Regions from separate parts of the Sus scrofa genome. Here region 2 is linked to region 1. Evidence: chromatin contacts called from public Hi-C data. All regions are on one chromosome and are shown on one strand. Each heading gives the region's core, a stretch centred on a gene start, on an enhancer-like site or on the middle of the called end of the contact. The rest is flanking DNA. Distances are from core to core; before and after follow the strand shown.

Region 1 (6,530 bases), core at 3,097-5,596:
AAGAATCTGACTGCAGCAGCTCAGGTTGCTGTGGAGGTGCGGGTTCAATCCTTGGCTCCCTGCGGTAAGTTAAAGGATCCAGTGTTGCTGTAGCTGTGGATAAGGTCACAGCTGCAGCTCCGAATCAGTCTCTGGCCCAGTAACTTCTATATGCCATGGATGTGGCCATTAAAAAAAAAAATGCAATTACCTTTTAAAGTGGTCTCTCTCTCTCTCTCTCTTTTTTTTTTTTTTTGTTTCTTTTTTAGCCACACCCAGGGCATATGGCAGTTCTTGGGTCAGGGATCAAACCTGAGTTGCAGATGTGACCTACGCTATAGCTGCAGCAACACCAGATCCTTAACCCTCTGTGCTGCAGCAGAGACTTCTTAAAGTGGTCTCTTGATATCAAGATTCATCTACTGCTATCAAGGTTAGTAGTTAGACATTTTGGGTTGATTCCTAGGAAAGGGGTGCTTGTGTTTGTGGTTGTATTTTTGTAGGCACATATCCTTTTTTACTTCCAAGTATCCATTCTTCCTACTTATGGTGACAGCACCACAGTTTTCCTTTGGGAAAAATAAGTCCATGTGATTCCAGTAGGATGATCTACCCCTAGCTCCAGAAGTGGGCTAATTAGAGCTTTCCATCCCTGTGGTTATAGGGACTAGGTCAGGGATGGGCCAATGAGAGCCTTTCCCAGGACTTTTGCTGGGGAAAGACCTGCTTTTTCCACTGGAGATTTGAGATGTGCTAGAAGGGAGCCTGGATCTTCCGGAAGATACTACATGGGAACAGCGTCTATTCTAGTAACCGTTGTTTTGTAACTCCCCCAAATCTTAGTGGATTAAATTATCACATTTTATCATATCCCCTGAATTCTGTAGGTCAGGATTTCATGTAGGGAAATTCTGCTTTTTATGACTTGGATTGAGCCCATGGATATGCTTTGTAAATTACAGAGTGCCTTCCACGTGGGACTGAATGTTATCATCTGAGACCTGAGGAGGACTAGTCGAGGTGGGCCTGGGTGGTCAGAGAGGGAAGGAGTGAGGAGACTGAGATGGGGCATCGAAAAATGGAGGACATTCCCACAGGGCGGGGAGGAAGGGCTGTATTTCAGGATAGGACAACAAGAAATGTAACTGTGAAGGCATTGAGTTGGAACCCTGGCTGCTGTATCTAGGACGGGGGAGGGGAGGGGGAGAACAGCAGAGTCAGAGAGTGGGCTCTCCCACCCCCTAGACTCTGGGTCCCTAAGGTCCCATACATTCTGGGTCAGAAGCCCCTGAGGGTCACTCCGAGCTGCAGTCAAGTCCTCCAGTCCCAGGGGTCTTTAGAGGCTTGTCAGGCCTGCAAAACCCCCTCAGGCCACAGGGAGGCGATGATGGGCGCATGGGAGAAGTGGTCAGAGAGTGTTAGAGCACCTTTTTCTGGAGCCACCAGCATCCTGTCAGACCCCTCCCAGTGTTCCCAAGCTCCTTTCCCCTCAGCAGGGTGGGGACCCCTGGCCATAGGCTTGGGTCACAGATGGCCTAGCGGAACTGGGCTCCAAGCCCCTCAATCCCCTGGACGGGGTAGGGAGTGATTGATGTGTTCTCAGGGTGTTCCAGGCAGGGGCTTGGAGCTGCTGCAGACTAGCCTGGCCTGCAGAAGCCCCAGATGGCCATTCATGGCTGGGGCTGACCCAGCTAGGCCAGGTCCTGGACAGTCCAGATCTGTGGCCACTTCCCAAGTCCTGAGTGAATATCCTAAGGTCCTGGCTGAGGAAAGCAGCGGCCTCTGCCTCAAAGGAGTTCTGGGAGCGGGGTTGGGGGAGGAGTGGGCTCAGATTCCACCTTCGCAGGGCTAGGAGTGCGCCAGCCCTGCCAAGCTCACAGCTCAGTCCCACCTGCGGGCCGGAAAGCATTCTTTGATGGGAGGAGGCTGGATTAGATGAGCTAGAGGGGCACAAATGGCAACCCAGGGATTCTGGCTCACAGTCCTTCAGCCCTCTGCCAGCTGTGACAATATCCTGTGGCCACTTGAGGCTGGGTAAGTGGGGGCCTCAGTGTGCGTTCTGGGCTGAGCAAGGAGACCAAGGCAGGAATTGTGGCCTAAAGGGCTCTGCTTTGCCAAGCTTTCACCCCATAGGCTTCTCTGCCTCCCATTACAGAAAGGGAGGAGAGGAGTGCAGTTAGGAGGCTGGGGAGACCTCGTCCAAGACTCTGGGTTTCCATAGAGTGGGGACCTTGGGAAACAGCTAATTACCCTCACCTTGACCTGTGGTTTACCTCCCTCCACCTTCCTCTCCTGTACCTTGCTCTCCTTAATCCATCTCAGTGGTCAGGCAGCTTCCCAGGACTCTCTCCTAACCTCCAGCAAGCCTCCTTGGACCTGTACTTCCTTCCTTTCTCTCCTCTCTCCAGTGTTTGCTGTCAGCATCTTATCAAGCCTTGCAGGAGCTGATGGGGTCCTCAGAGTTCATTCAGTCCAAACTCCTGTTGCACATGTGGGGACACTGAGGTCCAGGGTCACTTGGGTCATTACTTGTCTAAGATCACACCTCAGAATCAGGAACAGAGCCAGGACTAGGCTTTTGACTCCCAAGTTCCTATCATCCTCTCGTCCTTTGATCACACTGTTATGGCTCAGCCTCTGTCTGTCTGTCTGTCCACGGACCAGAGAGTTCTTAACGGGCTTCACTCAGTTCAGACTTTGACTTCAAACCCTATGGCTGAAGCTATTCATGGCTTGGCTCTCACAGTAACTGACCAGACTGGGTCTAGCTACATGATCTATGGGCCAAAGGCTGAGGCTCGAGAGGGAGACCAGAGTGCAGGAGAGAAAGCAAACCAGCTCTGTGTCCCAGTTCTGCTTAGGGGCTGTCACTGCTCAACGTCCTTCTTCCATCCATCCTCTCCTCCAACAGCTCCTGTACAGAGTGATGATCCCTAAACCCTTGCTTACACACACACACACTCTCACACAGAGAGAAAGTCACAGACACATAATCACCAAGAAAAGCATAGCACACACAAGCATACACGCACACACACAGAGCTCTCTGGATGAGGACCTGCGCTGCTGCACTGTGGGATCATTTCCATGCGATTGAGATGCATGGAAACATCTTCCCCTCATGGCCTCCCAGTGCCCAGCCTAGAGCCTGCCCCAAAAAGGAGCACAATGAGGGTGTGTGGAACGAGTGAGCTGACACTGGTGTGGAGGTCCACACAGGCCAGGCCAGATGAGCCCGGGACATAAGGCAGGCCTTGGCAGCCTCTGCTGTCATCCGTGGTTCACCCCCTCCTCATCTTCTGCCTCCAACTGAGACTCTGTCATTGTGTGGTCCATTAACGAGCTGCATCAAAATCACCTGGGAGCTTGTTACAAATGCAAAGTCTTGGGCCTCACCTCAGACCTACTAAGCTAGAAAATCTGGGTGTGTTTTAATAAGCCCTCCAGAGGATTCTAATGCATGCTAAAATTATAGAACCACTGCCTGTGATGACAGGCAAACTCATGTTGTGGAGGAGGTGGGTGAAGTCTGGAAACAGGCAGCTGCTTACGCCCCCTATGGGTAAGGCTGCTTGCTGTTCATTGCTGGTAGGCGCCCACATTGCAAGTCAGACACATACTCTCTCTCTCTCTCTCTCTCTCTCTCTCTCTCTCACACACACACACACACACACACACACAGACAGGCATATGAACCTTTGGTGGGATCGCAGAGCATCCAGATGCAGGGGCTCCTCTGGGGTCCAGCAGGTACAGGCAGGCACCCACATGGAAGAAGGAAAGAGTAGGGACGAACTATTCTCGTCCTGTGACCTCCTGACCCCCAATCCTCTGTCCCTTCTCCCTTCTGAGGTTCCCTAAGTGCTCCCTCAGACTCCAAAGAGGCTGTGACGTTGCCCAGCTCAGTCTAGGCACCCCCAGGCTGAGAGGCCAGTGACCTGTGTGCCTAAGAGAGTTTGGAGTATGTGCTAAGGCCAGCAAAGTTGTTTCTCCGCATGGGCAGGCCAGGGCCAGGGGAATGTGGGGGATCAGCAAGCAAAGCTTAGGCAAGAGCATACCACCCCCTGAGCCATGAAATGCTACCCAGATGTAGAATTCCCCTTGGCCCCTTTCCAAGGCCGCTCAGTGCCCACCCTGTCTCCCCACCCGTCCCCCTGCGCTGGCCTCTGGAGCCCCAGGCGCCTGCCCACCTGGCCCATCCCCAGGCCCTGCGGCATCTCCCCCTGAGGATCTGGATGTGAAATCCTGGCCTCTGGAAGCTGCAGGGGATGTGAGGGGAGGGGGAGGCTGAGCTTCCTCAGGCTCAGATCTGGTTTCGCTGCCGCTTCCCGTGGCGCACTGCCACAGGCTGAGCCACCAGCTGTGCTATATAAGGCCCAGCGGCTGGACCTGCTGCAGAGAGGAAGACTTGGACCCCCAGCTGAGGAGGCCTGCTCAGGACACGGTGAGCCCCTCTCCTATTCTCCTCAGCTCAACCCTGCATCCCGCTGCCCGGCTCAGCTCTTCTGCCTTCCTGTGACCACCCCTCATCTCCCTCAGAGAGGGCTCCCCTTTCCATTTCAGAGTTCTCTCTGTTCCCACATTGACCCAGAGTCTTCTCCCTCCCCCACCTGAGGCCAGGGGCTCTCAGATGGTCCCAGGCATGGTCTCCGTACCTCCAGGCGTTCTGCTTTTTTCCTGCGGGCCGCCACGCTCCTTTGTCCCAGAGTCCTGAAGCCCATGGGGTGGGGAGCCTCACCAGCAGAACTTATGCTGAGGAAACTTCCGTGGGCTGCCAGATGGGAAATGGATTTTCCACAAGGTGCCTCAGGCCACCTTCGCCTTCCAGACAGTCTCGGAGTGGTCCCAGACTGAGTGCTGTGCAGGTCCGCTGAGTGCTTAGCTCTCTGCTCAGAGCCCGGGAGCTTGGAGTAAGACAACGCAAGAACTGGAGATTGCGGGGAACACCTGGGCTGAAAACCAGGTGGTGGTGGAGTTAGTGGGCTTAGAGCTAGATGGTCTGCCGTGTGGGATCAGTTTGTTCTTCTTCTGGGACAGCCAAGTGCTTTTGAATCCTTTTTTTTCCAGAAAGGAAGAATCTGTCTTTCCCCACCACACCCTGGGCTTTGGAGGTTGAAGGGAACCACTTTTGAATCTCCAGGAACTGATCAGATTCTGGCTCAGTCAGAGCCCTGGGGAGAAAGATTGAGCAGGAGCCTGGGCCACTCCCCATGGGTCCTTGCCCTATTGCCAGGCCTGCTCTCCTCTCCCTGCTCCTGCAGCCCCTAACCCACACTTGGTGGTTACTGGGGGGCCCTGCCCTCTCCCAGTAGGTCCCCTCTACTCTTCCTCAGCAGGCTGCTGGCTGTGTAATGCCTAGTCAGGCCCTAAACAAATATAGGCCAGTGATGTGTTCCAGCTGCAGCCTGTGCACATCTGGGAATGTATTCATGGATGTGGTGTGTCGAAGCATCTGCACCTTCCAGCTTGCCTGCCTTGTGAGGGGCCTCTATGGTCAGGGCAGGGGCTGCACAGCCTTCATAAGTAGCTGTGTTGTGTAAGAGCATGAGCCTCTCTAAAGGGTAGGCAAAACATCCCCCCAAGCCCGGGTCTTGGAAGTGATTAATGAGTCACCCAGAGGCTGCTGAGGGTGAGCCCAGGCCCCTTCTCTCTGGCAAGAAACCTCCCCACCCCTACCCTCCTTGTACTGCATCTCAGACCTGACTTTTTTTTTTTTTTTTTTTCTTTTTAGGGCCGCACCTGCAGCATATGGAAGTTCCCAGGCTAGGGTTCGAATCTGAGCTGTAGTCACTGGCCTATTCCACAGCCACAGCAACACCATATCCGAGCTGCATCTGTGACCTACACCACAGCTCACAACAAGGCTAGATCCTTAACCCACTGAGCAAGCAAGGCCAGGGATCAAACCTGCCTCCTCGTGGGTTTGTTTCTGTTGAGCCACAATGGGAACTCCCTGGGACCTGGCTTTGAGTGCAAATATTTGGGTGGATTTGAAGGGGATGGAGAGGTTCCTCACCCACCTCAGCCAGTAGATGCAAAGAACTAGTGAAACTTCCTCAGATTCTGACTCTGCATCTCCCAAGCAGCCCAGATTTGCAACTTGGGCAAGGAGTCACAAGACTTCATTCTGTCTACCCTTCACCCTTGATATGTTAAAAAATAGTTCTGCTTAATCCCTAAGAAGTGACTCAGAAACATGGAACCTGACAAACTTTGTATCTTTACAGGTCATTGATCTGAGAAAAGTCTCAGGGGACCAAGTTCCAGGGATAATCCATCTTTGTGAAGGAACCCTCATTCATCTCCTGCCATGTTCTCCACGGGACCTGAGGGAAAGATGGTGGGGACCAAGGCCTGGGTGTTCTTCTTCCTGGTCCTGGAGGTCACATCTGTGTTGGGTACAGGCTAAGTATCTCTGTCTCTCTCATCTCCCATTTGCAATAGTGAAGTCACATCTGTTCTGAGACCCAACTCTGTGTCTGCCTTAAGCCACAGAGGTGGCACTAAGACCTGAGGCTGGTTTATCTATTTATTCATAATTTATACCCTTC
Region 2 (6,585 bases), core at 3,891-6,390, 42 kb before region 1:
GGGAGCTTGTTGGACATGTGGCATCTCAGGCCCATTCCAGACTACCTGATCAGAAGTCATACTTTAACAAGCTCCCAGGTGATTCATATGCATATTGAAGTTTGGGAAGCACTTGCCGAGAGGGGACACTCCCAACTGTCGGCTCTTGGAGGAATTGAGGGAGGTCCTTTCCCTCCCTCCTTGAGCTCCTTTCCTCCCTTTTTAAGGAGTCAAAACAGCATCAACCACCCCTTTGGTGCCTGGCACTTAGTTTGTCCCTCAGGGAGATGTAGGAGAAAGAACATAGATAAGAGGCAGAAGGACCACCTTTGCAGCTCTGCTGTCCTGGGCAAATGTATTTAACCTCTTGGAGCCTCGGTGCCCTCATCTGTAAAACAGGACGCCACCGCCCACTTTCTGGTGTCCAGAGAGGATTGAAACAGTTCACGTATACAAAGGGCTCTTCCTGTCCTTGAGTACTAAGGAAGCAGTGGCTGCTTTTAGAGGCTGGTGGAGAGGGACTCTGGTGGTTGGAGGGCTGCAGCCTTTCCGCCAGTCATGCCAGCATCTGCCTTGTCTGGGGTGGTGGGCTGGCTCCATGAACTGTGGGCTTAGTTGTGGCTGATGGCGTCCCAAGCCTGGAGAGACTTTCCCAGAACTGCTGCAGCTGATTAGCGCAGTTGGGTTTTGCTGAGGATGATGGCCTTGTTTACCCTGGCTCCTAGCTTATTACCACAGCCAGGCTACTGGAATCCAGGGGGCCTCGGCTTCACGCCAGAGCAGCCTGGAGAAGTTGCCTGCAGATTACACTTTTGTAACTAAACCTTCATTTCAACGCCCGAGGGAGTTTGTTCCTTAGAAGCATCTCATTACACCCTTTGGTGAAGTGGGTGCTCTCCTGGCCTCCTCTGTCTGGGATTTCAGTGAGAGCCTTGCTTGAGGGAACCTCTCTGCCAGCTGAAGCTCTGAGGTTGTTTTCGTGGTAGAGATATGCCAAGTTTCTCACTGTTATGCTCCTCTGCTGATGGTTCTTGAGTCTAGGGAATGGTGTATATGTGGTAGGCATAAGAAGAAATGGACATGGGGTCAGATCAGGGGACATCCAGTGTTCTCTGAGCCAGTATGAATGGTTGATATTTTTATGTTGGCATCGTAGTTGATTATTGATGTCTCCCCAGGGCAAAGAATGTGTTTTCTACCCCTGCTATAGCCTCAGTTTGCAGGTTTTTCACCTGAATTCCTTCTCTTTCAATCTGGCATCCTTCCTTATGGAGGACAGCAAGTTAGCACCCACCACCAGGGACCTGCCTCCTAGAATCTTGGACATTTTCTTGGTCCTCACCAACACAAAGAGCAAAACTTACCCTGCCTCTCATGAGGCTTGCCTTATTTGGTTACAGTTTCTGGTCTAAGAGATTCATTTCTTTTCCAAGTAATGACTCAGATTACTTCCCCTACTCAGGTGTGACTCCCTCCTCTGCATAAGGACATGACTTGGCTTCTGCAGGTCTGTCAGCGGAACCACGTTTAACACATTCATGCAGCAGGAAGTACTGATATGCTACAAATAAGAGCCTGCGGTGGAATGGCTGTCTCATTCTCTTATGCCAGGTGTTTTGTGTGGTGCTTTATGTGCATCATCTCATCAAATCCTCATCCATGTCCTTAGGAGGAGATGGTAATATCACCACTTTGTAGATGTAGAAGCTGAGACCCAGAGAGTTTATATGACTTGCTAGCTTGGTAGAGGGATAGGCAGGATTCAAATGTGGGTCTGTTTGGACTCTTACACCTGTGTTTTTCTTACTCAGCCTTGACCACTGGAGCTACTAGTTTGCCAGGTTAGTCAGCCACATCCCCAGTTAGTTAAACTGTTGTCAGATAGGAATGTGTTTTGTAATAACCCTCTAATGATGTCATAAGGTTATTTGCTCTTGAGCCTTTTGCTGGGGGAAAAAAGGCTTGAGGATTTTGTGTTAACAACTATGCCGAAGAAAGACCTGTGCCATCTTGCTTTGCCAGCTCTGCACTCACCCAGCCCTGTCTCTTTTCTGTTGACCTCTGCCATTCTAGACATCCTTGTTTGGGGAAGGGACCTACCTCACCAGTGACTTGAGCCTGGCCCTCATTTATAGCCCCCATGGCCATGGGTGGCAGCGCAGCCTCCTCGGCCCCATCCTTAGCTGTGTGGCTGTGTGCGAGGTCATTGACCATCCAGATGTCAAGTGCCAAACGAAGAAGAAGGGTGAGTGTGCACTTGGCCCAGGCCTGGGCTGCAGGCCCCTGGGTGTCAGGCTCTTGCCTTTGGCCCAGCTGTTGGGTGGAGCACCCATTGCATGCCAGAGGATGGGCTGGGTCCAGAGTGGTGTGGGACAAGGCCTGCCTTCAGGAAGCAAGCAGTCTCCTTAGAGACTGAACACACGGTGGTAAAGACACCACTTCCTGCAAGGCAGAGGGTAGGGAGTGCGTGAGGGTGCTGATGAGGTCCGTGGGGGTCCAGCTCCGAGGAAGGAGCAGTCACGTGGGGTCCAAGTGCTCAGGGAAAGCTTTAGGGGTGGAGAAGATGGATGTGAGTGTGTGAGGCCAGAGCACGAGCTCCTTGAAGGCAGAAACTGGGTCTCATTCCCTCTTGGGCACCTTGTGTCAGCAAGGCGCCTGCTACACACTTGACATTCAATAAATATTTGGTAAACTGAAGCCAAAGACTTGGGTCCACACCCTGTTCCTCCAGGCTGCTCTGGTGCCCGAGCCCTCAGAGGATGTGAGGGAATAAACTGAGGCCGTGGGGGTAAATCCTGGACCTTCTAGGGAGGGGATGACTAGTGGGCCACCTCGTTCCACTCTCCTGATACGTCCCCTAGACCTTTGCCCTGTGCGCCCTGGCCCTCGAAGGCAAAAGAGTCACAGAACCATCCTTCTAGTCTCCAGAGCTGGCCTGTTGGTTCCGCTGAGAAAAGGAGAATTGAGGAAACTGCCTGTTCCTGGCCTCTAATGTAAAACAACTGGAGTCCTGAGGAACAGGCCCAGGTCTGACGCCACTCTCCCAAACCAGACAGCATGAATATTCACTTTTATAATTCCTAGGATGTCTGCAAACCATGACATTAAACATCAGGGCAAAACCCTGCAACGTCTGCTGTCACGAAGCTTTGGCCTGTTGTAGGGATTTTTGTTGTTTTTTGGTTCTTTTCGATACAGCTTTCTCATGTTATTAAAAGGAAACGTTTTGTTTTGTTTAACAAGTCTTGGTACAAAGGGTGGAAGATAAGTGTTCTAAGAAGCTCGAGTCCAGAGTCGTTACTTTAAAATGCCTGCTAGAAGACTTGTTTCAGATCAAGTCCTATTTCTAGTTGCAGGTTATTTTTTTGTTGTGGCCCTCAAGCTGCTTACTCCCTCTGCTTCCCCCACTCAGTTTTGTTTTATATTTTTCTGTCATATCCCTTTTATTTTCCTATTCTGGCCTGTCAGAGACTCTCCTATTTTTAGTCCTCCTTCACACACACACACACACACACACACACACACACACACACAGGCCCTTCCTCAGCCTCCTGGGGTTCCTCCACCCTCAGGACCAGGAGACTCGACCCATTTCTGTTCACAATTTGCTTCCAGTTTTTTTTGCCCCTTGTAAAGTTGTGCTTTATCTTCTTATTCAGATTCCAAGGAGATAGATCGCAGGAGAGCAAGAATCAAGCACAGTGAAGGGGGTGACATCCCTCCAAAGTACTTTGTGGTCACCAATAATCAGCTCCTGCGGGTGAAGTACCTGCTGGTGTACTCGCAGAAGCAGCCCAAGAGGTGAGAAGGACGGTCCCTGCATGTGGTGCAGAACAACGAAAGGCTGCATTCACAGTATTGGGTTCTTAGTGATCAGCACCCTGCCCACCCCAGCCTTAGACCTCAGCTATGTATAAAGTATGTAAAGCACTGCACTCTGCTTTCTGTGAGAGGTAAGAGGTGAGGTATACAGGTCAAATAAAACGTGGTCCTAAGGGACCATATATGCTAGTGAAGAAGAGGGACTTAACTTGAGGGACTGAATGAAGCCAAACCCTTAGCCACCTAGGTTCCTGATTGCAGCCTGAAACCCACTGATTCGGTGGTGCTGAGAGGCAGGGTGGTGACTGGCTCTGGCTGGGATGGTGTACCACCTGGCTTGGTCACGTCCACCTCCGTGGCCGTCAAACCACCACCTACTCCTCTCTGGAACTGAGAGGTTTCATCTTTATCTCTACAATGAGAGTGTTGACCTTACAGTAGACGAGGCCTTCCAGCTCCTAGGATCTTGAGAAGGATGGCTTCCTGATCCATCTCAACAGGGTGGTGTTTGAGGGATGCAGGGCTTGCCAGGGTTGGGGGTCACTTGCCATCTTGTCCCACTGTTGGAGTCCATGAAGGAGTTTCTCACGGGGATGAGCAGCAGGTGAGACAGGGAAAGTGGTTATTGTTATCGTTAATAGTCCCGACTCCTACTTGTACACACAAGTGGTTTCCAGCCTTCAGGATTCAATAAACTTGTAAAATCTTACCCCTTAGATCTGGGAAATAGGCACAAGGTTCCTAAGTTTGGGGGACATTATCCTTTGGTTTAAAATCATCTGGCTCTTTCTACTTGAAAATTCCATTTCTTTCCCACTCCTTCCTGGAGTGTCTCTAGTGCACACTTGCATGGTTTAGATCATCTCCCAGTGGGCCAGAGAGGATTTCCCCTGCTCAAAATGATATCTGTGCATGTCTGAAAGTGAAAAGCCTTTTGCTAAGTACCCTGCACCTGCTGCCATCTGGTCAGACACCATTAGCAAGGTCATCCTTCTAGATACCAAAGTCTTGCTTAAGAAAAGACGGGTTACAAGAGGTACAAGAGGAGCTATAAAAGAAAAGATCAGGATGAGCTCATTGCATAGCTGTCTTTGTACATTTAGAAAATGTTCTGGTGAAAGGCGTGTCAGCATCAGGGCAAACAGTCCCAGATTTTTTGAGTGAAGGAGCACGCACAAAGCTTCATTTCATGGCTCAAATTCATCATTTCATCTTCTTTGAGCCAGAAGTGGTTGCATACACTTTGAAAAAATGTTTTTCTCTTTGTTCCAACATCACTCTTTTTTCCCCCTGACGCAGGGCCTCAAGCCAGCTCTCCTGGGTTTCCAGCCATTGGTTTACGGTCATGATATCCCTGTATCTGCTGCTGCTGCTCATAGTGAGTGTCATCAACTCCTCAGCTTTCCAACACTTTTGGAATCGCGCGAAGAGATAATCCTTCTGGGCTTGGTGTCGGGGCCATTTCAACCATGTGCCTTACGGTAACTTGCTCCAAACCTCCCGTGCCCCTTGTCCAGCCAGGTTGAGCCTGGGGACAGGTTGGGGACCAACCACAGGACAGTTTTCACATGCCATAAATGTATCCATTGCCTTTGATGATGCTCTCAGCCACACTCTAGTCAATGGAGGTCACTGATCCCTCACTCAGGTTTGGGGGGAGATCTCCTTCTGCTTCTTCCTAAACAGTCTTAGGGAGTTGGCTTTTTTTGCCAGGGCCAAAGGAGAAAGTCCTGCCGTATTTAAAAACAAAGTGTCCAGGCTGTCAGTGGGGTGTTTACAATCGCTTCTGGCGGACACTGGCCTTTTCTCTAATGCCTTCTGGAAGGCAGAAAATGTGTAGTGGGGACTATAAATCACTAGGCTGTTGCCTTGTTTTGACTTGAGACACCCAAGAGGAACAGTCATGTTTCTCATAAAAATCGGTGGGATCGTTCTGAATTCCATCAGCCTTTGTATGTGAGTGCAAAACACTTTCACAGTTTTCTCACATCGACAAACAGCCTTCTGCTACAGCTGTAACCCCTCTGCCCGGACCATGGATGAGAAAGGAAGGAGTCAGAAACCTGATAAAAAACAATGAGCAACTCAAGTTGTCTCTCTCTAAAAATTACCTACTACTGATGACAGCTGAGACGGAACCAAATGTTTGTTTTCTGATTTTAAAAAAAGCAAAACAAAACAAAAAACACAACTCTGACAAATTCGTCTTTGTGAGCTGAGTAAAAGGGGAAATTTCTAAACCCAGAGCACCACTTGGCCCGTGTTTGCAGCCTCTTTCCTGGCCGTGTTTTAGGGAGGAGGATTTGAGCGGCAGGCCTGCCTCCTGCACTCGTTCTCACAAAGCTGCCGTGATTGCAGCTTGCCAGCCTTTGGTGCCACACTGCACGCCTTCTGTGGGCGGCTGGCCTTTGAGACAGGCCTGCGTCTCTGGGACTCGGCCTGGCTTTACACGTGCGGGAAAAGCCTCAGGCTGCTCAGAGAGCTGCAGTTCTACCTGCTGTGTTTGCTGCCCCTCCTTCCTGTACCATGTCAGCCGTCATGGAACCCTATGTGATTTGGGTGATTTCTGTAAAGGTGGAAAGTCATTTTTCTATAATTTGTAAAGTTGTGAAAAAGCCACTATCATGGTTTTTACATTGAATATTGGAACATTTCAGAAATAATAAAGGTATTTTCCTAATTTCCAAGTTGTCTTTGTGAACTGCTTTTAGCCTCAAGCGCAAGGCTGCCATGTATTCACTGGTTGAAAAATCTTTTTTTTTTTTTTTTTTTTTTTGTCTTTTT

Evidence for each region. A called contact is a pair of places that touch in the nucleus more often than the background predicts.
Region 2: a contact with region 1 is called in a Hi-C map of skeletal muscle, with 2.7 times the contacts expected there. The contact joins the enhancer-like site here to the promoter of CILP in region 1. A contact is called at or near these places in 5 of 47 Hi-C or Micro-C datasets (heart right ventricle, retroperitoneal adipose tissue, skeletal muscle and 1 more) and 1 of 2 datasets of contacts at active chromatin or transcription factors (skeletal muscle).

The regions. Positions count from the first base shown.
Region 1 is chr1:163,250,252-163,256,781 of Sscrofa11.1, reverse strand. It overlaps CILP (cartilage intermediate layer protein), which reads left to right and starts at 4,346. Exons shown (of 9, transcript NM_001348903.1): 1 at 4,346-4,423; 2 at 6,207-6,377. The coding sequence starts at 6,290.
Region 2 is chr1:163,292,681-163,299,265 of Sscrofa11.1, reverse strand. PARP16 (mono [ADP-ribose] polymerase PARP16) reads left to right here. Exons shown (of 4, transcript XM_021100127.1): 2 at 2,053-2,224; 3 at 3,639-3,780; 4 at 5,101-6,488. The coding sequence ends at 5,236. Among named protein-coding and RNA genes, the nearest start is that of PARP16, 24 kb to the left of the region's middle. Within about 2 kb of position 5,140, at least 13 of the 83 cell types and tissues checked have an H3K27ac peak or open chromatin away from gene starts, as enhancers often do. A contact at or near this core is called in retroperitoneal adipose tissue, skeletal muscle and subcutaneous adipose tissue, where this site is marked.